3 separate regions of the Mus musculus genome follow, and regions 1 and 2 are each linked to region 3. Evidence: chromatin contacts called from public Hi-C and promoter capture Hi-C data. All regions are on one chromosome and are shown on one strand. Each heading gives the region's core, a stretch centred on a gene start, on an enhancer-like site or on the middle of the called end of the contact. The rest is flanking DNA. Distances are from core to core; before and after follow the strand shown.

Region 1 (3,502 bases), core at 892-3,391, 960 kb before region 3:
ACCTAATGCATTGTATAAACCAATAAAGCATAAAATGCAAACACAGAATGGATACTAGTTCAAGAAACTTTTGCTATGTAATGAATCACCTAAAAAGGCAGTGGTTTAAAACAACAGTGACACATTATTTTTCATGATTGTATATTGGCTCTAGGATGAAGTCGCATTTTTTGAGAGAATATCACTATGGCTGGGATAGTTAGGTGTCTCTTTCAATGTCTCTTTTCTTCCAGAATGAATAGGACCAGAATGTGTATGAATGCTATGCGGTGTATATGTGGGACACCACGCAGGTGCCTGGCTCCTGAGGAAGTCATAGAGGGCTTCATATTTGCTGGAACTGGAGTTATGGAGAGTTGGAAATCACCATGTAGGTCCTTAGACTCAAACTTGGGCTGTTTATTTACTGCAAGAGCAGTAAGTTCTCTTAACTAGCCATCTTTCTAGCCCCATTACATTTTAAAAGTTTTTTTTAAAAAAAGATGTGTGTGAGTGTGTATGCTGTGATTATGAGCTGCTTGGATGCTGGGAACAGAACTCAGGTCTTGTTAAAGCCATTTCTCCAGCAACCCTCACCAACATCCACCCCACCCAATTCTTTCTTAAAACTTAAACTAAATCTAGGGTGATATTACTTTGTTGGGACTACAAATTTGCTTAAAAACCAACAAAATCCATGGCAATCAAATATCTTAGTTATTAGAACATGCATTTAAAAGTTTCTACAAGCTGCTTCAAAAAGAATACAAGTGAACTTGATAATATAGTGTACTCATCCCACTATATCCAAAATACTATCAATGCCAACATAAAACCAATGTGAAACAGAAATTATAACATTTCTTATAAATTCTGGGAATGTAGTGTGTATTTTATTCACAGAACACACTTCATTTCAGTGCTCAGGAGCTAAAAGCAGCCAGTTGCTTCAGTACTAGACAGTGCACATGTAGACTGAACAATTGGAATGCAGGCAATCCTCTCTCCAGAGTAGGCATGCAGCCAGTATTTTTGAAAAGTGTATAAGAAAGATAAAGGGACTCTGCAAACCTTGAAGCAAAGTTTTCTATGTTCTACCGTTTTCTTTCTTTCTTTCTTTCTTTCTTTCTTTCTTTCTTTCTTTCTTTCTTTCTTTCTTTTGATTTTTTGAAACAGGGTTTCTCTGTGTAGCTTTGGCTGTCCTAGAATTCACTTTGTAGACCAGGCTGGTCTCGAACTCAGAAATCCACCTGCCTCTGCATCCCAAGTGCTGGGATTAAAGGCATGTGCCACCACACCTGGCTACCGTTTTCTTTAAAGTGTAGCTTTGGGGGGGTGGGGGTGGGGGGGACCGCACATCAGGAGACATGCCATTCCAGCATATCAAACCAGTGAGTGTAGGGCTTCCCGACTCCTAGGAAGCCTGAATCATCCGGGATGTTGACTCATCAGCCTGAGGTGAGTGAAAAATAGTGAACCAATTTTGCCTTCCAAGGCATCTATTTCAACGTTCCTTCCCCCTTCTCCCTTTCTGGTGACTCATTCTCCGTGCACTTTTAGAGTCCAGCAGAATGCAAGGCCGAAAGCATTCTAAACAGTGAGCCCAGAGCTCCGGGTAATCTAGCACAGCTGTTTTGCCTACCTCATTCCAGGCCTGCAGTCTAGAAAGGGAGGGAACTTGAAAGTGTCAAATAAATGTTTTGTTTTTCTTTCTCCTTTTGAGGTGGTGGTAGTTATGCGTTGGGACCATGTCTGAAAATAAGTCTTTTATCTAAAAAAATCCGTAAGACCTAATTCAGTCTTGTTAGTACCTTTCTCCACTTTTTTTTTTTTTTTTCCCTTTTCGGGGAGGAAACTTTCCACTCCTAGGTCCCCAGGATAACGCCCTTCCACAGGCTTCTTGGAAAACTCTCCAAATCCTGGGACCGCAGCCCGCCCCCTTTTGGTAGACTAAAATCCCGCTGTAGGCAAGGCCAAGTCCCCGCCCCATTCCCCAACTACACTAGGTGGGGGTGGATCCCAGCTCCAAACCCCGCCCTCCGAACGCCACCAAGGAAGTATGGCAGGCTCCGCCTGCACCCTATTTCTATTGGACAACCCCGTGATCCATCTTCTCTATCCCGCAGCCTATTGGCTCTCTGTCCCCCGCGCCAGCCAGCCCTCCCCTGCCGGGAAGGTGAGTCACGCCAAACTGGGCGGAGAGTCTGCCCTCCTCTCTCAGTTGCTCATCTGGGCGGCGGCGGCTGCTGCAACTGAGGACAGGGCGGGTGGCGCATCTCGAGCGCGGAGGCAGGAGGAGAAGTCTTATTGTTCCTGGAGCTGTCGCCTTTGCGGGTTCCTCGGCTTGGTTCGGCCAGCCCGGCCTCTGCCAGTCCTGCCCAACCCCCACAACCGCCCGCGGCTCTGAGGAGAAGTGGCCCGCGGCGGCAGTAGCTGCAGCATCATCGCCGACCATGGAAGACATAGACCAGTCGTCGCTGGTCTCCTCGTCCGCGGATAGCCCGCCCCGGCCCCCGCCCGCTTTCAAGTACCAGTTCGTGACGGAGCCCGAGGACGAGGAGGACGAGGAAGACGAGGAGGAGGAGGAGGACGACGAGGACCTGGAGGAATTGGAGGTGCTGGAGAGGAAGCCCGCAGCCGGGCTGTCCGCGGCTCCGGTGCCCCCCGCCGCCGCACCGCTGCTGGACTTCAGCAGCGACTCGGTGCCCCCCGCGCCCCGCGGGCCGCTGCCGGCCGCGCCCCCCACCGCCCCTGAGAGGCAGCCGTCCTGGGAACGCAGCCCCGCGGCGTCCGCGCCATCCCTGCCGCCCGCTGCCGCAGTCCTGCCCTCCAAGCTCCCGGAGGACGACGAGCCTCCAGCGCGGCCTCCGGCGCCAGCCGGCGCGAGCCCCCTAGCGGAGCCCGCCGCGCCCCCTTCCACGCCGGCCGCGCCCAAGCGCAGGGGCTCGGGCTCAGTGGGTGAGTGCTGCTGCGCGTTACGCCCCTCCCTCTTTTGTGTCTTGGCCCGGGGGAGGAGGGGACGGGCAGGGCTGCTCGGGACCCTAGGGCTTTGTCTACGAGTGGCAGGGTGATGGCGCCCCCGCTGGCGGGAGGCGGGCAGAAGGGTGGGGCGGCCTCGGAAGCCTGGGTGCCTTCATTGTTTGTCGGGGTTTCGGGGAGCACGTGCACCGCTGCCAAGTCGCTGGTTCCCATTCCAGCACGAAGTTCTCGCCTATCAGCAGCTAGGAGTGTGTTGAAGAACTAGGATGGTGGATTCCTTGGGCTGGGCTGGGCTGGGCTGGGCTGGGCTGGGCTGGGCTGGGCTTGGAGGTGGGAATGGGAAGGCTGTGGTGCCCTAATCCCTTTATTTAAAGGATGGGCGTTTGTCGACCACTCTACAGTTTTTTTATTTTTTAGGGCCTGCCTTCCTTCCTGCCGGGCGTCGGGGGATCCCCTTGCACTAATCCCCTGTTTCTTTCTCCCTTTATTGGTGGGGAACTGGCCGAGCTGCTAACGTCTATACAGTAACCCAACTGCGGTGAAG
Region 2 (3,635 bases), core at 822-3,321, 860 kb before region 3:
TCTGTTACACTTGTTACATGGTCTGACCTGAGGAAGGTCTAAGTGAGTGTTTTCAAGTGATAAACTAAGAAATGAAGTTCTCCAGTCCCTTCACTGCTGATCCTAATAGTTTCGCATTTGGTAAATTATCACATGACTGGGGGTGGGGCCGCACTCAGCCTCTGAGGCTTGAAGGATCTGAAAGAGGAACATGTGAAATAGACAAGATTTGCATAATATGTGATAAACAGGAGAATGGAGAAAAACAAAGCAAGAAATGAGGGCAGTTAAAGGCGCTTTCCCTGCTTAGCATTAGAAGGAATCGAGCAACCATTACTTTTCTAATGAACTAAACAAATCTGCAAAGAAATTATATTATTAGGACTTTCAAAAATGGCTATAAAATATGTGGGAAACAAAATTCAGACAAGCCATTTTTCTGAATGACTTTTGAGATAGAAGGTACAGACAGAAAACTCAGTTCTCACGGCATCTCAACAGCTCATTTTACTATCTATAGCTTTAAAAGGACCATAATTTATAACTAACCTCCTAATACTGAGCTAGCTAGGTGAGGAACTGACTGCAAGGGAGTTAGAGATTCGAGAGAGGCAAGCCCGAGCAGTGCCAGACATCTGTAGGCGATCAGCTGGCCACCCCTCCACAAGAAGCACCTCTGCTGAAGGCCAGTTTACCTCGGAGCTGATGCTGGCCCAGGAGGAGCCACGCCCACACTAGGCTAGGCAATCAAAAATCTGTTTCTCTCAGGAAGTTGCCATCAGGGCTGCTGAATCTGTGGGTGCCCAGCTGAGATGAGATGTGGATTTTAGAACTGAGAGTAACATTTGGGGGCAACTGAGACTGGACAGCATGCAAATGAATTCTTCTCTTCTCCTCCCCCCTCTCCCTCCCCCCTCCTCTTCCCCCCTCCCCCTCCTCCCTTGCAAGGTATAATATGACTTAAAAACAATTTTTTAAAAAAGAAAACCATAATTATGGGTATGTGTTTTCTCCCTTTTTAAAATTATTACAAGAAGAAACATTTAGGTCACCACTCTTTCATTCCCTCTGCCTGCTGTGCAGTTTTTTTCTTTGCTTTCTCTTCCTATTTCTGCCCACGAGTGCATGTATACATACACACAAATACACCTACACACAAACATACATACACACAAACATCCACACATGCACAGAAACATACACATACACACACACATACAAACACACGCACACAAACATACCCACACACAAATACACCTACACATAAACATACACACAAACACATATACACAAACATACACACATACACACATACACACAAATATACACAAACATACACAAATATTCACACATACACAGAAACATACACACAAATACAAACATAACATACATATATAAACATACACATACACAGAAACATACATACACATACAAACACCCAAACACATCCATACCCACACCCACACCCACTGAAATCTGAGGACAAGGAGCAGATGCAAAGATGAAAAAGTCTGCACTTTTCATCCATATATTACTGCCCCAAATAATAGAAGGTGAATTATTTCAGAATCCATATTTTTATCACTAGAAAAGTCTGCTTACATAGAAAACAGGGCAGACAAACAAAACAAGCAAGCAAGCAAACAAACCAAACTGACCAACAACCAAACAATCAAACAACCAAACAATGTCCTCACTGCTAAGGAGAGAGAGCCAGTCACCCAGAGCAAAAGCCACATGCATTAGCCTGGTTGCCACATCATACTATGGTTGTACAACTCAGAATAATTCCAGACTTGTACTACATGAATCAAACCAATGTACTATATGAACCAAAACAATGCCAGGCCATTTGCTGTGAAAAGAGAAATGAAGTGTCTTGTAAGGGCTCCAACTGTTGATTGCCTAAGATCATATAGTCCTACAGTTTTCAGAAATGAACTTTTGCTATCTAGAATAAACCCTGTGTTTTATCTCGTCCCATGTATTCTTTTCTCCAGTGTTCCATGCATGAGCTTTCATTTGGGGCACTGATGTTCCTGCAAAAGCAAATGAGCTGTGGTTGCCATGGACACGAGGACTGCTGAAGCTGAGGCTGCGCCTGCACCTACACCATCCCTACTCCTGCCAAGCCAGCTGGCTCTGGCAAATGCTTTCACTATTCTGATGAGATGAGATGAATAAACAAACTCCTGCATCTAAATCTTGCTCTTTACCCTGTCCATGTTCTCTGGGTCTCTGCTACCAAAAGCTAGGCTGGTCTTGGGGAGCATGGCATTTTCCTGAGATGTAGCACCTTGGGACCTGGCATGACATAGAGTTCACAGCTGACGGGACTGTAGTTAAAGTAGGCAAGTGGTATGGGTGCACCTGCTCCTATTCTCCAGATGGCACAGACTTTAGAGATAACACATATTCTACTTGCTCTGAAACCATAGGGACCACGGGGTCTGCTCCTATTCTCAAGACAGAGTAGTTTTTAGAGATCACATGTATTCTACTCTGCTCTCAAGCTATATGGACCACTGGTCTGACACCTTCACTGACGGAAGGACCAGAGAGGGAGGTCAGTGCTTCTTCAGAAACCCTGGCCTCTCCCTCCTTGTGCTCCGAGTGCCTCCCCAGTCCTGGAGGCTAGCCTTGGGTAGAAGAAAGGGCAAGGTATTGCACCTCTCTTCCTCCCTTTTCAAGTGATGTCTCCATTTTGAGGTATTTTATAAGACCCTCTCTCAGTGCTCCCCCTCTCCCATAGCAACAACACTGCCAACAGTCCTACCGACCATGAGATCCACCTTCTCCATTCCTGGGCATATACCCAAGGCTGAAATGAAAACAGGGTCTTGGAAAGATACTTGTGCACCAAGATTCATAGCATTGTCATAATGGCTAAAGTGTGGAGGCAACCTAGGTGTGTATCAATAGATAAACATGCAAGCAAAATGTGAGACAGACATATAGCCTGCTATCATCTGCCTTAAGGGAATTCTGACATAGGACATTGCATGGATGATTCCTGAGGACACCATGTGGAGGGAAGTGAGGTAGTAATGAGAAGACAGTGTTGTGTGTTTTCACTAAGATGAGGTACATAGAGAAAGTAGCTATTTCTAGGGACTGACAGGAGAGCTACTGTGTGCTGGGTTGAGAATTCTAGTCTCACAAGAGGAAGTGAGTTTTGGAGGTGAGTAATGATAATAGCCATACAACAATGAGAATATTCTCTGTGCATGAGCTGGTATATTTAATAATGATAACATGTTTATATATTTTGCATTTGAAATTACTTTAAAATCTTCCAAATAAAAATTTCATACATCCCACTTTTCTGTTGCTCTTTCACTTCCAACATAAAATGGCTGAAGGGTTTCATTCCCCTAGCAATGACTAGGAAAGGGAATCAATATTCCACATAACACACAGTATATGGTGGTGTGTGCGGTGAACTCAGAACAGTCATCTTACTCCATCTTACACAGAGAGAGAAGGAATAGGAACATCACTGCCTTCTTGAGTCTTTAAGACAATAGAGCAGAGAATACAAAAGAAGAGGGTGGTGAGAGGCAGCTCTTCCCACTCGATTCTTGGCCTCACGAAGGTAAGGTGACTCAAGTTGCTGACCACGGATCCCATCTCATGCCCTTGACTCTGTCTGACCT
Region 3 (3,436 bases), core at 316-2,815:
ACACAACAGCACATCTGAGGTGGGATTGGGGATGGAGATAAAAGAAATTCTCATGCATACCAAACAATGGAATAAAATTATGTGGAGAAGGTAGAATGGAAATCCGACTCAAACAGGAAGTAATATCCTCGTTAAAGGGCACACGCCTTTAATCCCAGCACTTGGGAGACAGAGGCAGGAGGATTTCTGAGATCGAGGCCAGCCTGGTCTACAAAGTGAGTTCCAGGACAGCCAGGGCTATACAGAGAAACCGAGTCTCAAGCCCCCGCCCCACCCCCCAAAAAAGAGAAAAAATAAAGAGAAAAAGAAAAAGAAAGAGAAGGAGGAGGAGGAGGAGGAGGAGGAGGAGGAGGAGGAGGAGAAAGAGGAAAAGGAAAAGGGAAAGGGAAAGAGAAAGAGAAAGAGAAAAGAGAAAGAGAAAGAGAAAGAGAAAGAGAAAGAGAAAGAGAAAGAGAAAGAGAAAGAGAAAGAGAAAGAGAAAGAGAAAGAGAAGGAGAAGGAGAAGGAAAAGGAAAAGGAAAAAGAAAAAGAAAAAGAAAAAGAAAAAGAAAAAGAAAAAGAAAAAGAAAAAGAAAAAGAAAAAGAAAAAGAAAAAGAAAAAGAAAAAGAAAAAGAAAAAGAAAAAGAAAAAGAAAGGCATTATTTTTATGTTGAAGACCGGAACCTGCATTACAGGCTTATAAGGACTAGCTCGTCCTTGGTCTGGTACAGAGCAGAGCACCCATTCCAGGGCTTGGTGACTATTAAGCAAGCACTCTACTGAGCTACATTTCCAGTCTCAAAAAGTTTTCTTCTTTTAAATGGATGATATACATTAAATAGTTACAGTATTTATACGCCATTAGATAATTTTCTCAAGTGTATAGACCAGCCTGGTCTTGAACTCAAATATCCACCTTCTTCTGCATAAGGACTACATGCACTACTATGTCAAGTTGCGTTAGAAAAAATTAAAAGAATGTTTTAACGTTTTAAATTACAAATATAAAGATTTAAAGTAAGTCAGACATTATATTCTATGCATCTATTTAAGCTTATAATCAAACAAAAATTTTAAAACTTCACTTAAATGGCCTGGGAGTGTACTTCAGCAATCTAGTACGCAAATGTAAGACTGTGCATAAATATATAAGGTTCAATCTCCAAAACCCAGGAAGGAAAAATTGCTAGCTGGAGAGGGGCTACAACCTCTGACAAAGTAAATCACCCAGTATCATTCAGGTACCCTTGCTTTTCTGCCGCACTTAGGCGTCCCCCACCCCCATCCTATAGGCTTGCAGCGTCCTCTTCGGGAACCCAGGGTGACCTCCCTCCGCCCCGCGCTAGCCCGTTCTCCCCGCCCCGGGCTGCTGTGTCATGGCTGAGCGGAAGTCGCTGCCTCAGTGAGAAGAACCGTCCCTAAAATGGATGGCATAAGCTTCCTCCTCTCCCTCCCACGGCCTCGTCTTGGCATCCCAGGTCAGACCGTACCTTGCACTGTCCCGAACACTTCGTAGTCCACAGACTTGAGCAGCTCGGTCATGGCGGCCAGCCTTCTCCCGAGCAGCATTAGCTGGGTATGTGGCGCGGAGACTGCGACAGCCGCCAGGGGAGGAAGACTTATGGGCTCTGGGACCGACGCCCAGAAGCCAAGACAAGAGCGCGCTGGGTCATGCGTAAGAAGATGGCAGATGACCGTTGTACACAGTGAGGGCGACGGGACACCCGGCGCTCGGGCTCCCTAGCAGGGTGCTCCCTCTCTGCGTTCCCCAGGACCCGGTTCTCTAAAGAAAACGGAGGTCGGGCATGTGAGGGGATTAAACCAACTAATATCTACCCACCGACGTTTATTTGACACAAAAAAGGTTTTGTTTTGTTTTTTCTATAAGGATGAAAATAAGAGGGTGACTTGTTGAGAGGACAGAGCGGGTAAAGTCTAAGTGGGTAGAGATGAGAAGGATAATAGGGGGAAAATTACCAAAATTCATTATATGCAAGGATAAAATGTCAAAGAATTTTTAAGTTTTAGGTGATTTTATATAGGTACACTGTAAAGAATACATAGTATACCCATGGGTACACTGTAAGGAGATTAATTCAAGCTAATTAACTTTCATCTCTGATTTCATTTAAGATTTCAACGATTTTAAATATATATCATTCTTAACTATACTCACCATTGTGCAAATATATGATAATCTCCACTTCATATGAAGAAAATGTGTGCCCTTGAAACAATATCCCCATTTCCAACATCCTGAGGTGGACATTTGAAATGAAGGACCTGCTTAGCTTAGTGGCACAAAGGGTATTTGGTCAGTGTGCTGGCTAGTCTTGGCACAAGCTAGAGTAATCTTAGAGGAGAGAACCTCAAGTGAGAAAATGCCTCCATAAGATCTAGCCATAAGGCATTTTCTTAATTAGTGATTGATGGGGGGGTGGGGGAGGGAGCAGTGGAACCCAGCCAGTTGTGGGTGATGCCATCCCTAGTCCAGGGATCCTGGGTTCTATAAGAAAGCAGGCTGAGTAAGCCATGTGGAACAAGTCAGTAACCAGTCCCCACCCCCACCCCACCCCCCATGCCTCTACATCATCTCTAGGTTCCTGCCTTGTTTGAGTCCCTATCCTGATATGTACAGTGCTGTGGAGGTATAAGCCAAATAAACATTTTCCTCCCCCAAGCTGCTTTTTGGTCATTGTGTTTCATGGCAGCAATAAAAACCTTAACTAAGACAGACAATGAATCAATTCTGAAATGTTCTGACGGTGCCAAATCTGTGGTGATTCTGAGATAAAGTTAGGCTTGATCTTTTCATTCAGGCTGATGAATCTGAAAGGTGCCTTGTGGTGATTTGGCTAGCTTTGTTGCCCATACAGACTGTGTTTGAATACTTGGGCCCATGGGAAGTGGCATTATGAGGAGATATGGCCTTAGTGGAGAAAGTGTGTCCCTGTAGAGGCAGGGCTTTGAGGTCTCCTATGCTCAAGTTATGCCCAGTATGGAATCCTGTCACCTCTTAGTTACCTTCAGACAAAGATGTAGAATTCTCAGTTCCTCTGGCACCATGTGAGCCTGCGTGTTGCCATGCTTCTGGCCATGATAATGGACTAAATCTCTGAAATTGTAAACTAGCACCAATTAAATGTTTGCTTCCATAACAGTTGCCATGGTCATGACATCTCTTCACAGCAATAGAAATCCTAAGAAATACCTCAATCTCTATTATAACTAGATGTGATGCTGTGTAAGATGAGAATTTTTAACAATTTTATCTAATGCCAATGGAAACAGACTTACAGTCATTCTGTCTGTTGTTATACAGTTTTGTTTTCATGGTCTTGATTATTATTCAGAGATATTTCAATTGTCTGGGACAGTTAAAACAGGCTATATCTGAAGAACTGTATTTCCTAGTGAGCTATTTGAAGTCTTCTAGTAACCCATCACTTCAGATAA

What was found. Promoter capture Hi-C pulls out the DNA fragments that hold promoters and counts their contacts. Hi-C and Micro-C count contacts between places; a contact is called where the count stands out from the background.
Region 1: a contact with region 3 is called in a promoter capture Hi-C map of pre-B cells, with 4 times the contacts expected there. The contact joins the promoter of Rtn4 here to the promoter of Acyp2 in region 3. A contact is called at or near these places in 6 of 39 promoter capture datasets (the HPC-7 cell line, HPC-7-derived erythroid cells, cranial neural crest and 3 more), 4 of 484 Hi-C or Micro-C datasets (adipose-derived mesenchymal stem cells, cerebral cortex, nephron progenitors and 1 more) and 5 of 115 datasets of contacts at active chromatin or transcription factors (bone marrow-derived macrophages, embryonic limb bud, forebrain and 2 more).
Region 2: a contact with region 3 is called in a Hi-C map of cortical neurons. The contact joins the enhancer-like site here to the promoter of Acyp2 in region 3. A contact is called at or near these places in 2 of 39 promoter capture datasets (the C10 cell line and hippocampal neurons) and 1 of 484 Hi-C or Micro-C datasets (cortical neurons).

Annotation. Positions count from the first base shown.
Region 1 is chr11:29,690,757-29,694,258 of GRCm38.p6, forward strand. Rtn4 (reticulon 4) reads left to right here and starts at 2,142. Exons shown (of 9, transcript NM_194054.3): 1 at 2,142-2,937. The coding sequence starts at 2,433.
Region 2 is chr11:29,786,925-29,790,559 of GRCm38.p6, forward strand. The region is part of intron 24 of Eml6 (echinoderm microtubule associated protein like 6); the gene reads right to left. Among named protein-coding and RNA genes, the nearest start is that of Gm39671, 20 kb to the right of the region's middle. Within about 2 kb of position 2,072, at least 108 of the 459 cell types and tissues checked have an H3K27ac peak or open chromatin away from gene starts, as enhancers often do. A contact at or near this core is called in cortical neurons, where this site is marked.
Region 3 is chr11:30,647,831-30,651,266 of GRCm38.p6, forward strand. Acyp2 (acylphosphatase 2, muscle type) reads right to left here and starts at 1,566. Exons shown (of 4, transcript NM_029344.3): 1 at 1,471-1,566. The coding sequence starts at 1,549.